2 separate regions of the Xenopus tropicalis genome follow, and region 1 is linked to region 2. A link is a contact called in public Hi-C data. All regions are on one chromosome and are shown on one strand. The core of a region is the stretch at or near the end of the contact, and the rest is flanking DNA. Distances in the headings are between cores, read along the strand shown. Region 1 holds the start of ercc8 (excision repair cross-complementation group 8). Region 2 overlaps tmem154 (transmembrane protein 154).

The links. Hi-C and Micro-C count contacts between places; a contact is called where the count stands out from the background.
Region 1: a Hi-C map of neurula embryo shows a contact between it and region 2, with 2.2 times the contacts expected there. The contact joins the promoter of ercc8 here to the enhancer-like site in region 2. A contact is called at or near these places in 2 of 5 Hi-C or Micro-C datasets (gastrula embryo and neurula embryo).

Annotation. Positions count from the first base shown.
Region 1 is chr1:55,437,616-55,443,517 of UCB_Xtro_10.0, forward strand. ercc8 (excision repair cross-complementation group 8) reads right to left here and starts at 2,575. Exons shown (of 3, transcript NM_001017179.2): 1 at 2,545-2,575; 2 at 1,298-1,451; 3 at 1-854. The coding sequence starts at 695. fbxw7 (F-box/WD repeat-containing protein 7) reads left to right here and starts at 2,734. Exons shown (of 13, transcript XM_004911148.4): 1 at 2,734-2,862; 2 at 5,864-5,902.
Region 2 is chr1:55,401,628-55,407,857 of UCB_Xtro_10.0, forward strand. It overlaps tmem154 (transmembrane protein 154), which reads left to right. Exons shown (of 7, transcript XM_012955615.3): 2 at 892-1,030; 3 at 1,518-1,801; 4 at 2,069-2,096; 5 at 2,523-2,608; 6 at 3,851-3,902. The coding sequence starts at 1,525. Among named protein-coding and RNA genes, the nearest start is that of tmem154, 11 kb to the left of the region's middle. Within about 2 kb of position 2,609, at least 1 of the 11 cell types and tissues checked has an H3K27ac peak or open chromatin away from gene starts, as enhancers often do. A contact at or near this core is called in neurula embryo, where this site is marked.

The DNA.
Region 1 (5,902 bases), core at 1,325-3,824, 36 kb after region 2:
TCACCATTATGCTGGTCCAGTGTTATAAGACATCCAGATGCTTTGCGGACATCCCATAATTTTACTTTGCTGTCAGCACTCGCAGTTGCTAATATATAATCGTAACGTGGGGACCAGCAAACTGCGAGCACTTCCCCTCTATGACCTTGCAAAATATGGGAGCTGGAACCAGATTTCAAGTCACATAGTTGCACCTTGGGGTTTTTAGTGCCAACTGCAATCAAACTGTGCTTTGTTGCCAAAGGAGACATGTGGTGGCTGTAAACTGTCCCATCAAAATGAAAAACTTCAGCTAGCTTTAAGGAATTGGTGTCCCATATCTTTAGTGTTTTATCAAATGAGCTTGATGTAAAGATGCCAGTATCATGAGGATACCATTGAACTGTTTCCACACTAAATTTGTGCATATCAGGGTGGCTTTTGCCCACCTTACACAATGCTTTACAAGTGTAAGACTGGGATTTATGAAGATTGGCAAGATCATAAAGAACAATTATCCCATCGGCTCCTCCAGATAGCATGTATCTGCTCTCAACTGGTTCAATGTCAAGTGAGTTGATACCATTCTCATGCATTCTTTCAACATCTCTATCCTTGTTTAACTCCAAACTGAGCACCCTCCTTGTTGCTTCAGCACGCCTGAGCTGGACAGGACTATCCAGGCCTGTCTGCCGTGCCCATAAAAATCCAAGCATTTTTTAAAGTTTTCATGCAAGATTCAAGGATCTTAAGAGACTGTAAGTGTTGATGAAACACAAAGTAATTCATCCATTCTGGAGCATCACTTTAGCAATATAGAATCTTCTAACTGTCCACTGATTGTCTGAGTTACCCAATATCACTCCTTTTAGATCCTAGAAAAAAAAGTGTCAGAAAATCAATACTTAACTTCTGGTTAATCATATATTAATTTACATATGTAAAGCGTTCTGTATTTAAAGGCAAAATATAAGCTCTTTTAGAATTTTTTCCCCTCTGCGGCAAATTAGAGGCTTCAGATGGGGTTTTTTGCCTTCCTCTGGATCAACTAGTAGTTAGGCAGGTTATATATAGGCATTATGGTTGAACTTGATGGACATATGTCTTTTTTCAACCCAACTTACTATGTTACTATGTTACATTAATTTGTTCGGCTTATGTAGAAAAGGTGCATACAAACTAAACTTCCATCAATGAATATATTTATTTTTACAGGCACACAATTCCACAAAAAGTAAATCACCACAGTCTGCCTGTAATAGCAGCAACCAGTTCTCTGCCTCCCTAAGGCTCATGGTGTAGTGCAACCTTCCCTTACCTTGTTCTATTGTGAACGGATGAATTCTGAGACTTAAAGTCCTCCTTCTTTCGAGAGAATCTCTGCACCATCATCTACCGGGTGTGGGGAACCAATCCCTGCAAGCTCAGACAGATTCTTACTGTTCCCTTTCACTCTGTGGAATCATGTATGTCTGTGTAAAAAATTAAATTATTAATACAAATGAATGAACTCATGTCAAATAGGCGGTATCATTTCCTTTTTAAAAAAAAAAAAAAAAAAAGGCTTTTTAGCATTAGCTCAGGTTTTATCTTCAACTCGGTATTCACCATTAGAGTGCTAAGGACACAGCAGGTAAGCACAAACTGCTAACATTCTATAGACCTGCATGTGCCAATGCAATCTCCAACACCTAAACAATTAAGGGCATTTATTTATAAAGCATCACCATTCTCCATAGCACAGGCTTAAATGTAACAATTTAACAATTTTGTTTAAAAACAAATCTTGAAATAAAGTCCCAAAAGTATAATGAATCCTTAATTCTATCCTACAGACTCTGTCCTGACTCCTTTCTGAATGTAGAAAGTATGTGCTACCCAGTGCTCATTAAAGCCCATGTGCCAAACAGACTATGCAAACTTTGTACTATTTATATTAGCATTCAGTTGCTCCAAACATTTTTTTTATCCATGCATTAGTCTTGGTCCGTGGGAATAAAGGCAATTTTCAACTCTTCTGATGAAATTAATATCATTAAAGTTATTGCTGGAGTATAGCACTAGAATGTACTGGGGACTATGATTTCTATGGCTATGGACAGTAATATATAACTATAGCAATAAGTCAAATCAACTAGACTTTTTTTTTTTTAGAGAACTGAATGAATGAGACCCTTCTCAGACAGACAGTAATATATACTGGTAACTATGACTATAACCTGAAGATACCATCCATCCCTACATCATGGGGAGAGGGCTCATTTTGGAATCTCTCGCCTCAAGGCATTGTTCCCCCAGTAGGCACCTATCCCTGGGTGATTGTGCCCCACACCTGCCTGTCCACGTTCGTGTGCTGTCCGTTCTAATTAAATTCCTGTCTCCCCCCCCCCCCCATTCTGCAGCTCGATCCTCATCGGAAGCGATATGTATAAGGCACCCCGGCTCATTTAGATCACTGTTGCTGAACACTGCAACCACTCAGTGTATGACACAAGAAACTATAATTCGGCAATAGACTGAAAATCAGAGAAACCGCTGGAGCTAATCGTACGGAGTCTCACTGACCTTACTAACGTAGGCGGTACATGCACCTGCGAGCACCAGGCTGAATACACTCCGCCGCTGCTTTCCCCACCATAACATAACTGTAGCGGCTAGTAACAGTAGCCTCCTACTTCCGTCTCCCACGTATGACATCAAGCCGCTGCGACGACTGCTGCCCTGGTTGTTGCTGAGCGACTGACGTCATCCCGGCGCGCCCTCTCTCTCCCTCTCCTCCCGTGCCTGTCTCTCGGCGAGAAGCCTTCCTTCCGTGAGCTGCGTGCCTGCCCGTGTGGGCTCCAGGAAAGGCAGCGAATGCCCCCGACTAGTCATTCCACCCAGGTAACTGGCCGCTGGCCACCGCCGGGACTTGATCGCTTTAAAGAAATAGTGTAGTGTGTGGGGGAATAATTTAAAGTAGTACATTAGTGGATGTAGATTTGTATTTACTTGCCCTGCTACAGGGACACAAAACTACCTTCTCTCTAGCTGTGTTTAACTACAACTCCCAGAATCCGTCCAGGAATTCTGGGAGTTGTAGTTTTACAGTTGACGAGCCGCACTTTGAAGACCACTGCTGTACTCAGTATAGACTTGTAGGCAACTCTTTATTGGGAGATTGTGTAGTGTGCAAGTGTTGTAAGTATTAACTCCCATATGCACAGTATAGCTCTGTGTATATTGTGTATTTATACACACACACAATTATACCTCTGTATCCTGTATATCTGTGCATACTATGAAATCCAAAACATTGCCTCAAGACTCTAGAACTACAGAAGTGGACTTTTTGGAAGTGGAATTTATTTACACCAAACCAGCCTGTAGGGGTACTTGGGCTTCTGCCTGTGACACACATTACTGAACTGCAAGTTGCCTAATTCATCCTTTTCTTGCCCAAAGTAAGTGGGTAGTACTAATGCTTAGGCATGCTGTGCTCACAGTACTAATCTTGGGGCAACACCCTATGCAAACCATTGTAAGAGAAGTCTGATGGTGAGAACATTCCCACTTAGTGCTCAGACTCATGTAAGGGACTTGTCACACTAGAACCCAGCTTTGTGTTGTCTTTAGTCTGTGCTGCTCCATTTAGCTGTTTTCATATGGGGGATTAGAGTGAAACTTTATTTAAAGATAAGGTTACTTATGTGTATAAGCTAGTGATGCACTGAATCCAGGATTTGGTGCAGGATTCTGCCAAGATCTGACCTTTTATATCCATATTTGGCCAAATCCATGCCTCTGGCCAAAACGAATTAGAATCCATCACACGGAAGTTGAAAAATTTTCATGCACGGTTCTCTTCAACCCTTCCTTATTCTAATATGCATATACAAATTAGGATTTGGTTCAGTATTTGGACAAATCTTTCGCAAACAATTCAGGGGTTCAGGCAGATTATAAAATAGTGGATTTGGTGCATCCCTAGTGTAAGCATTTACTGTAATAGGATTGAAAGGCAGAGGATGCCAAATTGCAGTAACATAAAGTATGGGATGCAATAAAACTTGAATTTTGTATAAAAGAATTTGTTATATATATAATTAACTCCAGTCTTTAGTGTGGACAAAATTTTGCCCGTCCTAAAATAAACTTTTCGTGTTGTATTCTTTCTGAATTATTTACCACATTCTTCCAAATTGCAGCTGGAAAAGCTACCTAGTTACAGGGTCACTGACCCGCAATAGAAACATGGACTATTAGACTTTAATTTGAATGTTCCTGTTTTTTGAATTATTGGTCTATGTTTTCAGAGCCTCTTCTGTTCCTAAAACATTCTGAATTCCAAATGTCTACCTGGTTGAAAGGTTAATTGAACCCTAGTTTAAGGTTTATTTAAGTGAAATACCAAAGATTAAATACAACCTGGACCCTTTATAAAGCACTTTTATTCCTGGATTATGTGTATATTAAAAAAAGCTCTTACTAAAGATGTATATACTGTTTTTAGGGCATGAATGTACCTACTAATAGCATAAATTAAGCTCCTGGTGGTCACTTGTGATTGACAGTAGATTGCTGAAATCTGCTTGTCACCCCTAGTTTTGATGATGATAATCAAAGGTGTAGTGGTTCTCTGCTCTGTTACTAGAGTGAAATAAAGTTACACCTGTTGGGGTTATGGCACATGGTGAAGGGACCTGCTTTTTTCATTTCTCTGTTAGAAGTCACTGAGACAAAACACAAAGATTGTCAGTGCTATCATTTATGGCACATGTAATGGAAACTGAGAGACTTTCTCTTTTCTGAGAGCTTTTAATGGAGCTGCTGCTTTCTGACTCTTGAAATTTGGAACTGAGGCAGAAGCAACATGCACTACACACAATTATATTTGTGTAGGCATGCCCATCACAGGGGTATGTATTGTAGGGTAATTATTTTCATTTATATGCCGTGTAATAAGTTTCCCTCTACACATTTAGTGGCAGTGCAGTTAAACACAGCCTTGTTGAACCAAATATGAGAAAAAACCCCACAAATTATTGGCATTAAATAAATGTAGAGCATTAAGATGGCTTTAGGTAATATAGAGCACATGTAGCAAAAAATTGTCTTCTGGACCGGGCCACATGTTCAGTACTCCCTATTATTAGATAACTCTTTACTAATTTATATTACAGTAGGTGGAAAATGCCTGTATTATATTTAGCAATGTAATTTACATTCATGACATGTATAGGGGTGTCTTTTTCATTCTAAGCAGTTGCTCCAGGTTTGTATAAAGTATATAAACTGCCTTCTGTGTTATTAATGCAAAGAGGCCAAGCCTTCAAAAAAGAAAAAAAGTTGTCCAGCACAGCTATAGCTGCAGTACTGCTCCCAGAATGAGAATGCTCTGTGTGGCATTTTTAGGTTTTTAGTTCAACACAAACAGTAGGAGGGCTACAGCATTAACCTTCCTCACCAGTACAACAGGCTGCATGCTGCCGGCGCTGCTACTATGGTTTACCACAAAGTGCTGTTTCAATAGTATGCATCTGTATAGTAGCAAATGATTATCAATAGAAGTGAGTAGAAACTGCAAGTTAACTCAATACGTAACCATGAGCACAGCTTATCTTCTCTGCTGGGTTGGTAGCTGTCACAAATTCAGTGAGCTCTAGGCCACTGTAGCTTTAAAAATACACAGCCCAGCTCTCTGCAAGTTTTATTACTCTCATCAGAGAGTAAAGACTACAGGGGCCTTTGGGTCACTGTATTGTAATTAGTTCAGTGTGTTCTGATTCTTTAATTGATTTTGAGCAGTAGATTTTGTTTTTAAATGTATTTCCATTGGATGCTGTTGTTTCTTTCCTGTATATTTTAACTGCTTGTTCTTTAACCACTTGTCTTCTTTTCACAGGTACCATCTTCCTAATATTATCTCAAATATGGTATTGAT
Region 2 (6,230 bases), core at 1,359-3,858:
TAAAAATAATGCTTAATGCCAATGTTATTAATAGGAAAACAGGTTAAAAAACTTAGGAAGGCTGATATTTTTAACAAGAAAAGGTGGCAACCTGATTAAAAGATGTAAAAATTATTCTTGATGCCAATGTTATTAATAGGTAAACAGGTTAAAAACATAGGAAGGCTGGTATTTTTTCCAGAAAAGGTGCGAAACCTTAGATAAAGAGGTAAAATGATGCTTGATGATCAGTCATAGGAGAATACGCTCCTATGACTGAAAATCATCTTACCTGTGCCTGCACCTGATAGCACTGAATATGGGTGCAGGCACTTGTAGCTGATATCTGCCAATTTTCGGCGGATATCGGCCTGCAAGCAAGCATATTCAATTCTTTTCTTTCGGGTGCAGGCACAGGTTGGAGGATTTTAAAGTGTATGTAGCTTATTCTCCTCAAGCTTGCTTACGTGTGGCATTAGCCTAAACATTTTATTGCAGTTTGTGCTGCCCATGGGGGGGCGCAACACGTACTTAAAGTAAAGGTTTACATACTTTTGCCATGCGTATATATGTAATTTTGGATCATTTTACTGAATTAATAAATAATTCATCTTTTTATTTGGGTTCTCACTATATAATAGGCATAGGTATGTTATCCCATTTATGTCTTCCCATAATTGGATTTTTTAATTTTCTGGATAACAGGTTTCCAGAGAGAACCCATACCGGAATTAGAACAGTTATATTTATGCAAAAATAATACATTTAATTATTTTTTAAAAATTTTAAGCACCACTATATGCTAGGCATCTGAGTTTCATGACACAAAGCAAATGACCCACCATGCTGTAGCCAAACCTTTTGAATATGTACTTCTCCTTTTACACATATATTTTGTCTTTTATACTCTAGCTCAACTATTGACATGTTACACCCATGTTAGAGTAATGACCTGAGAGGATGTTGAATTACAGTTCAGAAAATTCAGCCACTGCCAAGGGAACAACCTGAATCTGTGAAGAAAGCCTTTAAGTGTTCAAAGAAAAGTAAGGTATTTTTTGCATACTGCATTTTGCCTAATACCCCATAGCTTTGCAAGATTAGTCTTGGTTTTATATTATGATAGATCCTACTCCTATTAGCTGTGCCTTATGTTTTATCCTCTATCCTTTCTTTCTGTTTGTTTAATATTAATTGAACTTTCACCTCTTCTATGGTACCATTTACTATTCTCCAAATGTATTTCCATTACTGCCCTTAATCCATCTGAGTTGATCTATTTTGCTTTGATCACTCATCAGAAGAACATCATTTTATAACATATGCGGACATTTAACCTACTAAAATCAGCCATGGCAGTTACAATAACAAAAACAAATGGCTAATTGGTTTCCCTTGGTTATGGCATGTACATGCTTCTTATAGTTATGTAAAGCACCAGTGTGCTGGTTCACTAATTCCTTTTGCACTAAAGCAAATAAACCTGTCTGCCTCTGCATATTGCACCTAAATAAATATGTCATATTTGTTTTATGCAGGAATAAAATGTCATCGGAGGTTTCAGAACATGCAGAAACATCCCTGCCTACAACTAGGAGTGAAATCAGCTTCACTGAACCGCCTGTTACGATGACTTCCACCACAGTGTTATTTGCAGATTACTCTGTATCTGCTTTTACAAAAACTGGCAATGAGTTAAATGAGAGTGCTGATGGAACAGACCTCAGCAGAACCCTTCTCTTTGCTTTTCCTATTTTCATACTGATTCTACTCATACCACTTATTATATTCATAGTGAAACACAAACGATGGAAAAAGGCAGGTAAGGGTAAAATTCTATATATGTATTTATATATACATATATATATACACAGTATTATATATATTTATATACTGCATTTTGTATATATGCATGCTGTACAGTGTATATACTGCAACAGAATTTATACTCAACGGTATACATATACTGTATAAATGTCATGGGCATCAGAGCCGCATATCAATGGTACTATATAGTCAGGGAGGAGAATGTAGAACAACCAGCGTGAGGTATTTTGCTATTGTAACAAAGTCTTTTGTCTCTTTTTAGGAGAAGCAAAAAATGAAGTAGCAAAAAGGTGAGAACATGCCCTATTCGCCTTTTAGATGAGTCTTCAGAAGCTCTGAGGACACACCTAAAAACACCAGCCATTGCTAACTCCAGCTCACAGCATTTACTAAAAACTGTTATGGGATTCTGGGAAATTATGTTTGTAACAGCTGGATATCAAAAATTTAATTCCCTAATATAGTTAATTATATATGCATTGCCATCTACTGTTAGAAAGGGACATTGCAGCAGTTTTGGTGCAATTGTTTGGAAGCAATTACACTGTGTGCTTGACTGTGTCTGCCAGGAATTTAGTGTGGTAGTTCAGCAACAGCAAAAGAAGCACTGCTGTAGGCTTTCTTATGCCTTTCTGACCCCTTTTGGTTTAGTTACACACAATATACACAGTATAACTAATATTATAAATTTGTCTTTTCCATTTGTCTTTTAATAGTCCTATTTTTGAAGAGGACACGCCTTCTGTCATGGAGATTGAGATGGACGAGCTTGATAAGTGGATGAACAGCAAGAAGAAGAATGGTAGTTACTGTCTCTTTCAGGCTATGCTGCTTGCTAAATTTGTATATCCCTTGGTACATGCATAGTCTCATTTAGAGAGGCTGTAAAATGCATGTTAAGGATTGCTTTTAATCTGCTTTGAGCATTTAGGACCCTGCTGTTCCTTTCTTAGATAATAGATTCCCATGCTGTGCAGGAAGAACTTTGCTTTACTTGGTGACAGTTTATTGCTTGGAGACTGGTTTGACTTGAAGTCTGTCTGCATGCCTATTACACAACTATGGCTTTTAGTTGAAACCCTGGTCGAGAAAGGTGTGAAAAGGGAACTTTTTTTTTTATGATTTCATTTCTTGAAGGAGGCTATATGGGTAGAGAGTTCAGCTTAAAAAGGTAACTTTTTGTATATGAACAGCTGTATTCTAAGACAATTTGCAATACATCTTTGTTTTATAGGATATTGAAGATATTTATATTTTTACTGCAGCTTAGACCTGATTAGGTTTATCATATCAATCAGGCAGCAGTTTGGAACTGAGAATAGAAAATGAATAGAATTGGTCTTGAAAAATAGATAAGCAATAAAAAATAAGAAAAACATGTAAACTATATACCTACTATAGGTTTTTTTTGGTTGCAGAGGTCAGTGGCCTCCAACAGCCAATGGAGGGGGGCTGGAGAGGAGTGTTAAGCTCTCCTTAAGGGCTCTGGCACACAAGGAGATTTGTCGCCTGTGTTTTTTCCCCCTGGCGCTTTGGCGACAAGTCGCCACGACAATACCCACGAATAGATTTCATGCGAGTTGAGCTCCAGGCGATTTGCTACCCATGGTACCACTCAACAGTTAACCCCCCCTCATGTTTACTCAAGTCGCTCAGAAAAGGGTCTGTGTGCGATTTGAAACAGCAGGCGATTTGAAGTAGCCTCGTATGTTTTGATGCTGGCGATTTCCATTGATTTAGCATTGGCTTCTTGTCGCTCGTCTTGTCGCCAAATCGCTCTTTTAAAAATCGCCGGCGACAAATCTCCTCGTGTGCCAGAGCCCTTAGGGCCAGTGCTTGATCGCTGTGTTTTAAGGTAGCTCAAAAACGCAGTACCAAATAACCCAAAAATTCAAAAAACACAGTGCCAACCCAAACTTACTTGGCAATAGCCTGAAGGTTCCAATAGCCATGGGTTATCTTTATGCTCCAGTTTATTTGCTATTGTTATACTTTACTGACAGTTTACATAATAAATAACCTCTTTCACTCACCTTGTTTTCAGGTAAACGTTTGTCCACACTGGAAGAGGAAAATAAGCTTCACGTGAGTTTATGGTATGTGTAATTTGTACAACTACCCAATTCTGCCACTAGATGGCTCCAGCATAAAACAACCAGGCATACACTGCTTTTGGGACAACTTTGTCCTTGCATCAAGCGTGGTATAATACAGAAATTGAAAAAAAACATGAAATACAGAGCAAAAAAACATTGTTATAAATATGAAATGTATGTGTAGTACCCATTCCCCTACAGACAACCTCCTCATGCACAAACAATACCTGTACTGTACTCTTATAATTCATACCTTGAGCAAATACATATAATTATTGCCTATTTCTATTGCCTGTTGCTTGATAAGTGACCAAGCAGATAGTGACACATCTGCCTACCTGCTTGTAGAACAGGGGAAAGGGGATACATGCTGTGGATAATATATAAGCAGTACAGGGCCAAGCTGGACAGGTACCCTAGGCAATCCGGGTGGCCACCTTGTCCCACCACAAGCACACATGCACAGTGACGAATAGGAGTATGGGGGAAATGACAAGTTGCTGGTGGGGTGATGAGGCATGGGGGTCATGTGCAGGACTCCAGAGCCCATACAAAAAAATGAGGTACGTGCCTAGCACCCTGTGCCCAAATTGTTGTGCCCTAGGCATGTGCACCTTCTGTCTACTTCTTTTTCAGCCCTGTATAAAAGAGGGATGAGGCAGACGAATATATATATATATATATATATATATATATAGTCCTCAAGGAAGAGAAATATTTTTAAATATATAACTCATTTGCACAGTTCCTGACCTTACTTGAATATTGCCTATTTATTACCTGCACCCAAGCTAACCAGTCAGAGAAGGGTAGTGCTCCTCCCTACTCCAATATATATATATATATATATTTAGAGCGAATAATGTACCCCCATTGTAAAATATAAGGATATTGTTAGTCACTGAGGAGTTCCACGAACGTATAAAAGCACAAGGCCAAAGGCCAAGTCATGGAACTCAGGTGGCACCTTATGAATTATAATACAAGTTTCAGTGAGTCATGTGGCAGAAATTACATCAATAAGCACCTGGTATAAATGATGACATCACTAAGCACTATTTATAAGGATATAATTTACAGGATATAAAAAAAAAAAAAAAGCCGCAATGTGGGGCAAAACATTGGATGCACAGTTCTGAGAAGTATGATTCATTTGATTTGAGGTGTGGGTCCTACTGAATTATTTCATATATATATAGAGAGAGAGAAAGAGAGAGAAAGAAAGAAAGAAAGAAAGAAAGAAAGAAAGAAAGAAAGAAAGAAAGAAAGAAAGAAAGAAAGAAAGAAAGAAACCACATGCTCAATGACTTGGTGCAAAAGAAAAAAAGTTTATTGAAAATAATGATTCAAAATACTTTTTTCTTTTGCACTAAGTCCCTGAGCATGTGGTACTATTTCTCTATATGTCTATTTTATGACCTGCACCCAGGGATGTTATTTTGGTGATGGGTGTGCACTCTCTCTCTCTCTCTCTCTCTCTCTACATATATATATATTTCACAAAAAGACCAGCAACACTGGCAATATTCATTCAAAAGTTGTATTTAATAAGTGCAAAAAGCCAAGGTTACGTTTCAGTCCCAGTTAAGGCCTTGAGAAAGTAACTGTGTACGGACTGTGTACATGTCTTTTCCTAGGAACTAGTCCTTATGTTTACTAATTGTATTAGTTATCTATTGATATTCTCTTTCCCAATAACTTTATGAAGCTGTCTGTATTCAAATGGTTCAAGCAAAACATACAAAGAAAAACAAATACATAAGAGAGCCACCACTTGTTATATTCCACTAGACAAGTTCCTATTATGTGACTGAAAAACAATAGCAATGAGATTGGCACCCATAGTACATTGCCAGCCAATTTCCTCTCCTTCTGCTTGCTCTGTGGGATTCATTAAAGGCAAAATCAATCCTTGCATCAAGCCTGCACCCCTGTTGCTAGGCAATTATTTTATAAAGATTACTAGAGCACAGCCAGGCACAGTTAATGGCAGCCTCTATAGCATCCTTCCATTCCCATTGTGCTGCTCTCGCTGTATAACACAATGGTGCCTGCTAATGAACAAAATGTTTAGTCCTGCTGTGGTGTTAAAGAAGTTCTAATTATCTGGTTAGACACTTACTTGCTTGGATCTAGTTCTGTTTATTATGGATCATCTACATGTACATTATATTACCAGTGTATGATGAAAATGTATTTTAGTTAACTGAAATACAGTATATATATTTTACCAGCACATACATTATACACATTACATAGTAACCTTTTGTTAATTAAGTTGTTGCTTAAAAATGCACTAATTAGGTAGGCAGGGAAGTGATATTATTT